2 separate regions of the Mus musculus genome follow, and region 2 is linked to region 1. The links are chromatin contacts, called in public HiChIP or PLAC-seq maps. All regions are on one chromosome and are shown on one strand. The core of a region is the stretch at or near the end of the contact, and the rest is flanking DNA. Distances in the headings are between cores, read along the strand shown.

What was found. HiChIP or PLAC-seq counts read pairs in DNA pulled down with a chosen protein or histone mark.
Region 2: a CTCF HiChIP or PLAC-seq map of the NIH/3T3 cell line shows a contact between it and region 1, with 15 read pairs. The contact joins two enhancer-like sites. A contact is called at or near these places in 1 of 39 promoter capture datasets (the 3T3-L1 cell line), 1 of 15 datasets of contacts at CTCF or cohesin (the NIH/3T3 cell line), 2 of 484 Hi-C or Micro-C datasets (embryonic fibroblasts and tail fibroblasts) and 3 of 9 other capture datasets (adipose tissue, liver and pancreatic islet).

The regions. Positions count from the first base shown.
Region 1 is chr3:5,142,790-5,148,690 of GRCm38.p6, forward strand. No RefSeq gene overlaps it. Among named protein-coding and RNA genes, the nearest start is that of Gm17308, 55 kb to the left of the region's middle. Within about 2 kb of position 4,057, at least 8 of the 459 cell types and tissues checked have an H3K27ac peak or open chromatin away from gene starts, as enhancers often do.
Region 2 is chr3:5,208,157-5,214,190 of GRCm38.p6, forward strand. All of the region lies in intron 1 of 2700069I18Rik (RIKEN cDNA 2700069I18 gene), which reads right to left. Among named protein-coding and RNA genes, the nearest start is that of Zfhx4, 7.4 kb to the right of the region's middle. Within about 2 kb of position 2,820, at least 95 of the 459 cell types and tissues checked have an H3K27ac peak or open chromatin away from gene starts, as enhancers often do.

The DNA.
Region 1 (5,901 bases), core at 2,807-5,306:
TACCTCTCCTGGGAAGTTCAGGAGAGCTGGCCCTAGTGGCATAGGCATGGTAGACCTGGTTCTGGCCCTTGTAATAAGTAGGAGAGCTGACCCTCAGCCTGGACATTGTGGGAGAACTGGCCCTGGCAGTGTGGATACAGGAGAGCTAGCAGGCTGACCAACTCAGCTACTATCCAGGCCCAGATTCAGGGCTTTGAGTTGGCCCACCCCAACATCTACTCAATATATGAATTGCTGAAGCACTTGAAGGGCTGGTCCTACAGAACCAACGCTGCATGTGTTTCTATGATACAGGACAACAACAGGCTATCCAAGAGGAGTCTGGGTCAGGATCCAGTATTGATGGCATAGCAAAATGCAGACTTCTAACCAAATCAATGACTTCTTGCAATGAACATTTGCAAGTAAGGCTCTTTGGGCAAGAGGGTATACTATGTGAAACACAGTGACACATTGCAGTTTCTAAGATTATTTTATTTTTAATTTTTGTTTTCTTTTCAGAGGGAGGATGCAAGGGCAGGGGACAGATACAAAAGGACACAGAGATGAGTGGGATTGAGGTATTTTATGGGAAATCCACAATGAAGCAGTAAGAATTAAAAATAAAATAAAATAGTACCAAATGTGCAGCAAGGGAAATAAAGTTAATGTCTGTTAATAACCTCATATTCTATTTGAAACCTAAATGCAAGGATGAAGTCATTTTAGTTTAGAATTTAGTTGATTAGATATGATGGCCTTTCATTCCAGCACTCAGGAGGCAGAGATAGACTTCTATGAGTTCAATCCCAGCCTGGTATACATGGTTAGTTCCAGGCCAGTCAGGGCTAGATAGTTAGTAAATCCAATCTCTCCCTCCCCCTCCCCAAATACATATATACATATATACATATATACACATATACACATATATACATATACACATATACACATCATATACACATATACACATCATATACACATATACACATATACACATATACACATATACACATGTACACATGTACACATATACACATATACACATATACATATATACATAATGTGTGTGTATGTTTATCTTAAATAAAGAATATATTTGACCTTCAAGTTTATGTAATGTTTAAAAAGAGCAAGGATTTTATGGGCTGTTTCATCCTCCTATTCCATCCAATCACCATTTCAGACAGGAATGTAATGGTAGTCTGAGTGTTCAGCAACAGGTGAACTCTGAAGGTGTTCATTTTATTTATCAGGGATTACTGTATAATTGCCAATGATCTTTTAAAAGAAGGAACACATTTTCTAAACATCTTGTGTTTTATTTTGTAGGTTTGACTTTGAGGGGGCTGTTGTTGCTGTTATTTTAGGGTTTGACCCTGAGTATTGCTTGCTCATAGAATGTGCAAAAGAATGAACAATATAGATCATATACCTCCTAGTTCCAAAGCATTCACCATGCATCCCCATCAAAGACAAACTGGGCTTCACAGCTTAGCTTAAAGCCTTGACTTTACTGCTGGCTATGGTTTTAGTTCTTGTGTAGTGAGCATCCTGCTCACTTCTATGCTCAGGTCACATGCAATGTTGCAGGCAGATGCTATGCCTAATAAGACAAGTTTTATTGTTTTTGTTTGTTTGTTTGTTTTGCTGTCAAAAGTAGTAGTAATAATCCTCCCTATAGAACTTTAGTTATAACACAGAGCCAGAGAACAAGCCACAGGAAAGCATAACAGGAAGTGGAGTGAAAATGCCCCAAACTCAGAACATACATGTATGCAAGTGTCAAAAATAAAAACAAATAAGTAAATAGATCAAAATTTAGGATGAGAAATTAGCTTAGATCTAACATTTAAAATGTCAATGGTGGTTTCTAAATAGAAGTAATTAATTTTAGGAGGAAGATGAGTTAAAAGTATGCTTTTCCAAAAATTATGTTTCAGGTCATTTAAGAGAAGAATATGGGGTATTCATTAAACCCTAGATTAGGAGGAAAACTTAGAATTCACCATTGGGATTTTGAATCCATTTGAACCTCTATTGGGGTTTCTGAGCCTCCCTTTTTACCAATAGAGGTTCAAATGGATTCAAAATGTTCACTAACAGATGAGAAACAAGTGCATCTTTTTCTTAAACAGAGTCAAATAGAGTGTATATCATTAGAAGGTTTTAAGTGAGTGATATTTTAAGAATCAGAGCAATCTTAACTATTTTCCAATCTTAACTATGTTTCTTCTCACTAATTTAATATTCATATCTATCATTGCAGTTCATTTATATCCATGCATTTTAAATATTGAGATTCAGATTTTTCACATATTCCAAAGTTGTCCTTTACATCTTCTTTAACTGATTGGTAAGAATCCTTTCCTTGACTTTGGGATGTATTAGACTGTCAGAGAAACTGAAATAATGAGAGCATATCTGTAAATATATGAGTCCACCAAACACCTAAAGAAAATATATACAATATTGCATATACATTCTGTTTCACATGAGCTTAATGTAAAATAAGATGTTCTTCTGATAATAATTCTAGGCTGAGTGTGTTTCTAAACTTTATTACAGTTTTACTTTTTACTATTATAAAACTTTACATTAAAAACTAAAGCAAAAATATCTGCTGGATCCTGCAGATGCTACTGATGTCCCAATGCTACCTACCCACTAACAGTGCCAGCTATGCCCTTAAGCATTGATAATTGGCCCTTGACCCTGTATGTGTTGATTGTCCAAACCAAATCCTTGACCACAGGCACACATTAAAATTCACGCCAATTCTTCTCAGTGTTTGTGACTGATAGTGAGGAATGTCAGAGTACCTGCTTGCAGTGCATCTAGTTCCTAATTTGGGGTAGACTGTCTTGTGATTACTGAGGACATTTCCCCTTCTTGAAAAATTCTGAGGAAAAGGATGCACATCTGAGTTTCATGATCACTGGCTGCCCTACTTTTGTTGAGGCACTATTTGGTTTGTGGAGTCTTCTCATATTTGATGACAAATCCGATCTCTAGTTCCTTCATCATCAAAAACTGTACAGTATAATAAGAAGGTGGGAGGGAAATATGAGTAGAGGGAAGTGGAAAAAATCAATTTTATCTTCTACAATCACAGGAAATAAACTCTGGGTTATCCTGCTTTATTGCATTAGATCTGATTCATCAAATGTATGATATTTTATTTCACCAGTTTATTCATAAAATATCATGTATCACATTATATGATAAACTGGAGTTACTGGGTGAGTCACTGGGTTTCTCATCCAAGTTCATTTAGAAAAAGACATTACCCTGTATTTCTCCCTAGACTATGAGAGACCTCAAGAAGAAAAATAAACTTTTTGGCTTTTTCAGTATTAGTCACGGTGCACTTTTTTGCTGTGTAAAGGGCAGATATTTGGTCCCCAAAATAGAAGCCAATGTTCTAAGAACTAAAGGACTTCAATAATGTTACAGAAATTGAGATACAAAAAGAGATAGCAGTTTTTTAGATTCTTATCCTAGGCACAGGACACTGGAACACATTGCTCTCATAAAGACAAGTAACTGGTAAGAGTCTTCTGATTCCTCTTGTCCCACAGGCAATAATGTCTCTCTGAGTAAGCAAAGCTTTTTCCTGTCCCCTCACTTTAGGAGAGTATGTATAAAAAAAGTATCACACCTTGGTGTTCAAAGAAAACTTCCCAAATTGAAAGAGGAACTACCAAACTTAGCATTTGTTTTTCACTACAGACAGATGAAGCAGGGCATTCAGCTACTTAGAAACTGCATCCAAAATGTGAGAAATGATGTTTGTCCCCAAACAGTCATATGACAAACACATGTGCTTGTAAAAGAGCTCACTCCAAACCATACACTGAAGTGAAAAGAGAGTTAAAGATGTATTTTATTTGATGAGCCATGTGCAAATCTTAGTGTATGTTCACAACCTCATTAAATATATGGCAGCCCCTTTGGAACAAACTGAACATGGTCCCAAACTTCCTCAGCCTGTTTTGGGAAAAAGAACTACTGGGCAATCTGAGCTCCAAGCCACAAGGCAACCACAGGAGCCACAAACATGGTTGGATAGATAAATTTAGAAACAAAGAGTACAGAGTCTGGATGCTCCTTGGAAGTCTAGAGGCAGAGCAAGAACCAGTTACTTGTGGTGTTACTCTGTTTGTTCATTTATACCATAGTTTAAAAGGTAAAACTGTAAAACTACAACTGCTTCCAAGTCTACACCCTCAACTCACCTATGCATGAGAAGCATTAATAAAAATCTCAGCTGGCAAGGTAAAACCAACAAAGTTCATAACTGCCAATACCCATATGAAAAGTTATGTATTCTCAGTAGCATAATAATTCTTGACCTGTGCCATCAATGCCCTAGCACTTAGAGTTTCTCAGAACAGATTTCCTCCAACGAGCTTGTGATAGTCTCTGTGGGTAAATGGATGTGTCCTTGGAGACTCAGGTCATCTCATAATTTTCTCAAACTTAGAGTTTCATTGCTCTGATAACCTTTGAAAACTTAATACAAAATAATCTGGATCATCTGCAGGATCCCAATCTGCCATTTGACTTGTGCTTACAAACAAATTGATGCCACATGGTATTCTAGAGGGAAAAAGAAATGGCTTTAATATATAAACCATGTACTTACCACTAAATGGAGGCCAAATGCTGTCATGATTTACTGTACAAAAGAAGTTTTCACAGCAGTTCCCAAAGGGCAAATTGGAGTGAACTGAATCATCACATAGCACAGAATAAAGTACCCCCCAGCAGCCCCTGCCTTCCAGAAGCCAGCAAAGGCTGTTCTTTGTGCCAGCTTCCACTCCCATGAAACACCTGGAGTAGAGAGATGCTAGGGAGGATCAAGAGTAGCTCATGGATGTTTACTAAGGGCATAAGAAAAAAATTAACCTTTGAGCAGGTAGCAAATAAGGAAGGCAAAAGATTGAGCAGAAACAACTGAGAGATTATTAACAGAGACTTTGTAGTGCAAATCAGATCTCTTGTTCTGGTAATCCAATATGCAGCTGTTTTAGGTGCCTGTTCTAAGAGCAGGTCTAAACTAGGATTCCAAACCTGGGAACTTTGTGAGGAAGATTTTAAAGAAAGTTATACATCTTAATGAAAATGGCACACAGATAACCAGATAAGTTTAGTACAATCTGGGACATAGGGAGGAACACTTGGCGTCATGGAAAAGAAAATATTTTTATTTCTCTATTTATTTAGTTATTTATTTTATTTTTTAAATGCCATATTTTATTCCTCCCCAATCCCCATCCACCCTCCAACTGTTCCACATCTTATACCTTCTCCCCACTTCCCTCTCTCTATTTAGATGTCTCCACTCCCTACTCTTCTAAACTCCCTGGGGACTCCAGTCTCTTGAGGGTAGGTGCATTATATCTGAATGAACACAGACCTGACAGTCCTCTACTGTATGCGTGTTGGGGGGCCTCATATCAGCTGGTGTATGCTGCCTGTTTCGTGAGAGATCTTGGGGGTCCAGATTAATTGAGACTGCTGGTCCTCCTACAGGATCACTCTTGTACGCAGCTTCTTTCAACCTTCCCTAATTAAACAACAGGGGTCAAATGCTTCTGTCCATTGTTGTGGACATGGGTACCAGAGGTTTTTCATAGAGATCTCTGTCAAGGCCTACTGCGAGGGTTCAAGCGAAAGGAAGCAAGTGCAGGCAGGAAGCCTAAGTCTCTGCTGTGCCTTCCAGGTAACTCTAAACAGCTCTGACTGAGTCAGGTAGTGCTGGGCAGACAAAAACCAACTATCCGCAGAGGAGTGTGGTGGGACTTCGGGTGGCTCTTCGGTAGAGAAGATCTCTTCTCACGTGTTACTTACAGCTCTTGGAAAAAAAGACTAAGATGAAGGAATAGTTCTGGCGCACCTTTAATTCCCTGCACGGAT
Region 2 (6,034 bases), core at 1,570-4,069, 64 kb after region 1:
TAGAGCTAGCTATATAGCACTCAGATACATATATATCTGTATAGCATTCAGGTGGACTCCTAATCATCCATTATTTTGTATGATCTATAAGGGTGATGTTTTAAAGGAGACAGTAAAATTGTCTGTCTAGAAATAAATGCTTTATATATGCAAGATTCTTTAAAATTCTATCATTCATAAATGAAAAGTTTGTAACAAAAAAGCATTTAATGTCAATACATCAAAAATTCAAAAGAACTATTAAATTCCTGGACATTTCAGCTTAAAGGTATTAAGTGATTAATTTTACCTCTTTAAGTTTTCTAGCAATTACAAATGATGTACATATAATTGCACATTTTAGTGTCAATGTAATACATGCCCTTCACTTGAATACTATGTATGCACATATGCAAATAAAGATCCTAAGGTATTTAAAGTTTTCCAGTAACTTTAATATAGCTTTAAGCAGAACAACGAAATCTTAGCATTTAATATTTATTCTGTGAGCATGAGCATTTACTCATACTTTTACAGAATCCAAAATACATTGAAGTATTTTTGAACATTATACTTATTTTTAAAACTTTTTCTTTTTATGGGCTTTGCTTTACAAGAAAACAAGATACGCAAATAAAGTTCTTTTAAAGTATGGCAAGCTATTTCCTCATGTATTCACACTGTAAGTATTCAAGAATAAGGTGATTTAGCCATATAGATTTGAAGACAATGGTATCCATTTAGATTGAAACCAAATTTCAATTCTGTGGTTTTTCGCAGATATTCACAGATCAGATTTGTACAAGATAATGTTATCTGAACATTCTCAGCATTCCAGTTTAGAGAAGACCGTGTTATCCCTGAAAGTTGTCTTTTAGCATATCCTGGGTTGTTTTCCAGGAGACTTTATGCCTGTTTTGATCCTTAATTATCTATATTGTGTAACTGTGATATTTTACTAGAGATATTCATCAATAACAAAATATAGGGCAAGTAAGAAAACCCAACTCAAGATCTCATTGAATTTTCTAAGGCTCAAAACTTGGCCCTCTGTCCTGCTTTTCTTCATCTGGCAACTGCTGTCTTTCAGTCTTTCCAGTTCTCCAGTATTTTATTTATGCCAAATAAAATTTAAAGTCTCACACACCAGAAGCTTTTATTAAAAAGTTAAATAAAATGTTTTTAAAGTTGCTTATTTAATGTACTGTTTCTGTGCATACTGTTTACATGCCACTTAAGTGAACTTAAACTTTTAGAATCCATACAAAGTTCCCTCAATAAGACCCATGAGCTTTATTAGTAAATGGATTCTCTATTCTATCCAATTTCAACAGGAAAACTTTGAAAACAGTGACAAAGTTAGAGATGCTTGGGGAACAGGTACCCCATGGCAACCTTATAGATTCTTATACAAATCACTGCCAATGGCTTCAGGGGGCAGAGGGGAAGTTTAAATTAAAAAGGAAGGTTATGCTTATTTCTCAAAAAAGAAAAGCCTGTCTTAGTTTACAGTTTGTCAGTGAACAATATAGTTCCAATCTGCTCCATATTAGACAATGCTCTTCAATGCTAATAAAATGTTTTCTTTCCATTTGGTTAATTAGCAGACTCTTCAAGAAGGGGGAAGGGATACAAAGACCAGGTAGGGCTGGAAGAAGCATTTTTTTTTTTTTTTTTTGGTCTCCTCTGCTTTTTCTCTTTATGGAAAAAAGATCTAGAACTTATGCAACAGACCAAAACACAATATATGAAAAGAAAAAGACAGTTTAAACTGAAGTTTAGGGCGTTCCCAAGTATTAGTGTTGAGTCACATTTCACATAACACTGACAGATAATAGTAATTTCTTATCATAACATTGTTATCCTTTTGGACCTGGAAAGCAAAATGCTTCATTTGTGTTGCTTAAGCAAATGACAGACTTGGCAAAGAAACCGTAGGCTTTGGGATAAGTCTTAAACATCTCTGAAGCTACTGGGATTTCGTTTGTGGACTACTGAAGCCGAAAGCAGATAGCTTTGGTTTATAATTTACAGAACTGGGACTCATTTGAGCTGCATGGATCTCTAGTTCTCCTTTCCCTCTTCAGAACTAAGTCGTATGGTAAGGCAATAAACAGATATGCACACACGTAGTCTGACATGGAGGCCGCAGTGGCTGTCCACTGCGAGCCCATGTGTGTGAGTGCAGTGGCCACTCGGCTTTTCCGCACATTCTTCCCTGCTGCTGTTGCCGCTGTCACGTCAGCCGGTGATTTGATAGGCTTGTCGGGTTGCCATGGTGTTGACTTCTTGCCTCCAAGGGGCTGCCCAATGACTGGAGGTCTGGGATTAAAGCGGGAAGAGGCAGCGGCCACAGCGATTTTCTGAGGCAGCTGCATCAGCTAGAAGAAGAAAAGGGACGAGGACTTTAGCCTGCTCTCCCTCTCAGGGCTCACAGTGAGGGAAAGAATAGAAAGGGTGGCCTGGTGAAACAGTGACCTTCGCAAACCAAAAGACACAAGGGAGGGTGGGAGACCACTAGGGAATAACTCTTGGCACACTGCACGTGCCAAGAAGAAAAATATTCCATAATTCGCTATTCACAATCACAGCCGGATAGGGTGGAAGAATTCAGAGTGAGGTAAAAGGTGTTTTAAAAGGTTCTGTTGCCCATCCCTCTACATCCAAGCCTTCATTCCCGCAGTGCGGTCAGTTGACAAAGAGACGCTTTTCAGAGAACTTTAAATCTCAGTCAGGCACTCATTTCAAGAACAGAAAGGGCGGTTAGTTGGCCATCAGGTGCAAGGAGTCAGGGGCAGAGACTGGGAATCCAGGAGCACGCTCCGTGTGCAATCCCCAGACGGAAACTGTAAACTGCGGGCTGCAGAGGAAAGAGCTCGCTTCTGTTATAAATTAGGAGTTAGGTGAAGGTTACGCAAAGAAGAAAAGGGAAAGTAAAGCTGCTAAAAGAATAGAGTAAAACCCCTGGGAGTTCAACTTGAAATCCCCCCCTCTCACTCCCTAACCCAAGGGGAGGAGGAGGAAGAGGAGGAGAGCACATTCTGGTGTGATGAGAACTCTCTGGAATGTCTGGAGGAGAGGTTTGAAGTACGAGGGTAAGAAGACCCCAGTTGCCAAATAAATGGCAGGAGAGAGGTGGGGGAGGGGAGGAACAGTGGAGACTTGTCCAGATTCACCGGAGGGGCTCAGCACCAGTGGGATTCCAGTAGAATGGAAACAGAGGTTTAGTTTAGGCTCCGAGCATACTGAGGGAGGAAGTGACTTGCTGTGAGTAGGAACTATGGCGAAGGTGCAAGCAGCTGAGTGCGAGGATGAAAAGGCAGCCTAAGTCAACTGGAAGGACTCCAGGCAGAAGCCATGGTCCTACACTGTATGCCGTGGGCAGAAGATGAAGGTGACAGTGGGTGGGTCAGAGTTCCAGGGAAGGGTGAGAAGCGCTCAAGCCATATGTCCTAGCTCGGCGCCCCTCTCCCAGCGACTCGGGGACTTTCCGGGAAGGACCAGCTGAGGGTCTCCAGAGTCGCAAGTCCCAAACATATGCCTCACTAACTACTTTATGGCCACTTTCTTTCATTGATCCTCTTTAGCAAACAAACACAAAGCCTTTGCAGCAACACTTGCCCTGCCCGCAGCTAGAATGTCCTAAGCTCTTAGCGACAGCAAATCTGACATTTCCAAATAAATCGTTTTTTTCCTCATCCTAGGTTGGGGGATTTTCGTCTTTGTTTTCCTATGTAATCCGGGATTCATATTTTAAAATGAGGAGACGACAACTCCAGCCTCAACTTTGTAAACCTAGTAGTAGTCACTTTTATTTGCATATTAATTTTTGCTAATCAGAAGTTACTCAGTTTGGAGGAAAACGCCGGCAAAGAAACCTACTGGTCTGCATCTACCGGAAAATTACACTAGTCTGGCAGGCACCATTAAGCAAGACCCCTTGAGTTGTCTCTGAAATCTACCTTTAAAAATAAGGAAAGTATTTATTTTAAAGTAGCCCCTTTTCAAACGCCGTTTCTGCCCGAGGTTTTTCTAGACAAGTCAAAGGGTTGTTGAATTATTCATTATTGTAATTACTATCATCATTGTCATTACCCCCTTCCATGTGGAAATAATTTTATTATCGTAATTTGATATCTGAAGAATTTCCTGTTAGTCGTTTGATAATCATTTCTTCTACTGAAAAGAAAAGTTTTGTTTATAAATGAGATAGAGAAAATGCTTTGATGTTTGCTATAGATTTCCGTTTATCTAATCGATCGGAATGCCAATAAAATCGATTAAAGGTTTAGTGTTTTACAAACAACCATTTTGTGCTTTTTGATTTTACGTTCAGAATGATTTTAATAAAGCTAATGTTTTCCTTTAACAGTCTCTCTTTAAAAAAAAAAGCTTCATCGTTTTCCCTTTTATTGTAAGAAGTTCCCACTTGAGGTTCACCAAATTAAAAAATACACACAAAAAATAAGCAATGGTTTAAATTTCATTCTCTTTCTGCCAGAGGTATTTAAATAAAGACCTTTAAAATCTTGGTGAATGATACCAATCATTCAGTGATTATGGGATATTAAATTAAACTTAGATAAATCCGCACTGAAGGAGGCAGGACCCAATCCTGAATTTATTTCCCATTTTCTCTAAAAGCATCACTGCGCTCCTCTCCTTGCAATGACAATGTGCCAAATCTGGGCATTTTGAAAACATTTTCCATATGCTTTAGCGGGGGACTGATAGAAGAAGAGAAGGGGATGATCTTTTGCTCTGAGGTATTTCATTTAACCTTTTCTCTTACACGTTAACTGATAATTCTTTAAAACAAAAGTTTGAAAATAATTTAATGCACTGTGCCTTTTCCACATTGCTGTTTATCCCTAAAATGCAGTTTTGCTTATAATCTAATGTGAAGCTATCATTTGTGTACCCTGACGACATTTTGTTTAAAAATAGTTAATCAATTTGGTCTCTGCTGGTTGTCTTTGTAATTAAATGTGGACTTAATTATATATTTGGGAACTTAAATCAGATAGGCTGTTTGTGATAGAATTCAATGGAGCTTTTGTGCCTCATATTTGAGGACATTCCCTACAATGGTGCTGGCTTTTCCTTAACCAGTATATCTGTACTATTGTCTTAAAGTGAATGTTTAGATAAATGTAGTGTCATGTTTTAAAATGCTTTTATTTGGTAGCCAGCTCAGAATACCATTTCTATAGAAGTTTATTGACATGATTTTAAAAGATCACAATTTTGTCTTCTATTCCACGATCAGTTATTTCTTTCTCTCCTGTTTTTTTCTTTGTTTTTGTTTTTGTTTTTGTTTTTTGTTTTGTTTGTTTGTTTTCCATCTCTATCTTTTCACATCTGGATTGTTCCGTTGGAGCTTCTCCCCAGACTAATAGCTCCATATGTTAGAGGAGAATGGGCTTGTGATCCTGGGCTTGTGTGCTTTGTGGGTGGTAGTGGTGATAAGAAGTCCTCCTTAATTGCAATAAGCGATGTTGAAGAGCTTGTGAAGTTAGTCAACTGCTATTGTTTGGGAAGAGTCCCCGTCTGATTTTGTTTATAAACACTGGGCTTGATGCCCAGAGGGAAAAGAGGTCACTGTACTATCTGAGCTCTGACCTCCAGGAGGCCAGAGGGCTCTGACTCCCTCCCCCCCCTTTTTTTTCTTCTCTCCCTTAATTCTTCTCCCTCCCGTGGCACCCTGTGTAGCTCCTCCTTCCTTTCCCATTCTTAACTTTAACTGTGTCTGAGTTTACATAATGAGCTTTCCCACCCCAAAGGTCAGAGCCTCCAGAGAAAAGGTCTAAAGTAGATTGCCTCTGAAATAAAAGCCTAAAGTTTCTCCAGAAAGAGAAAAATCTATAAAGGTTTAGAGCAGAGACCTTGGAGCATGAGTGTTATTTTAAGATAAATAAGTAAATAAATATGTAAGTAAATAAATAATAGTATAAAGGAGATAAGAACCAGTCTAGAGGAAATCAGAAAGGGATTCAAGTGTCCACAAATACTACACACATACAGAGAGGCTTAACATGCTCTCTCCCCTTTGAAT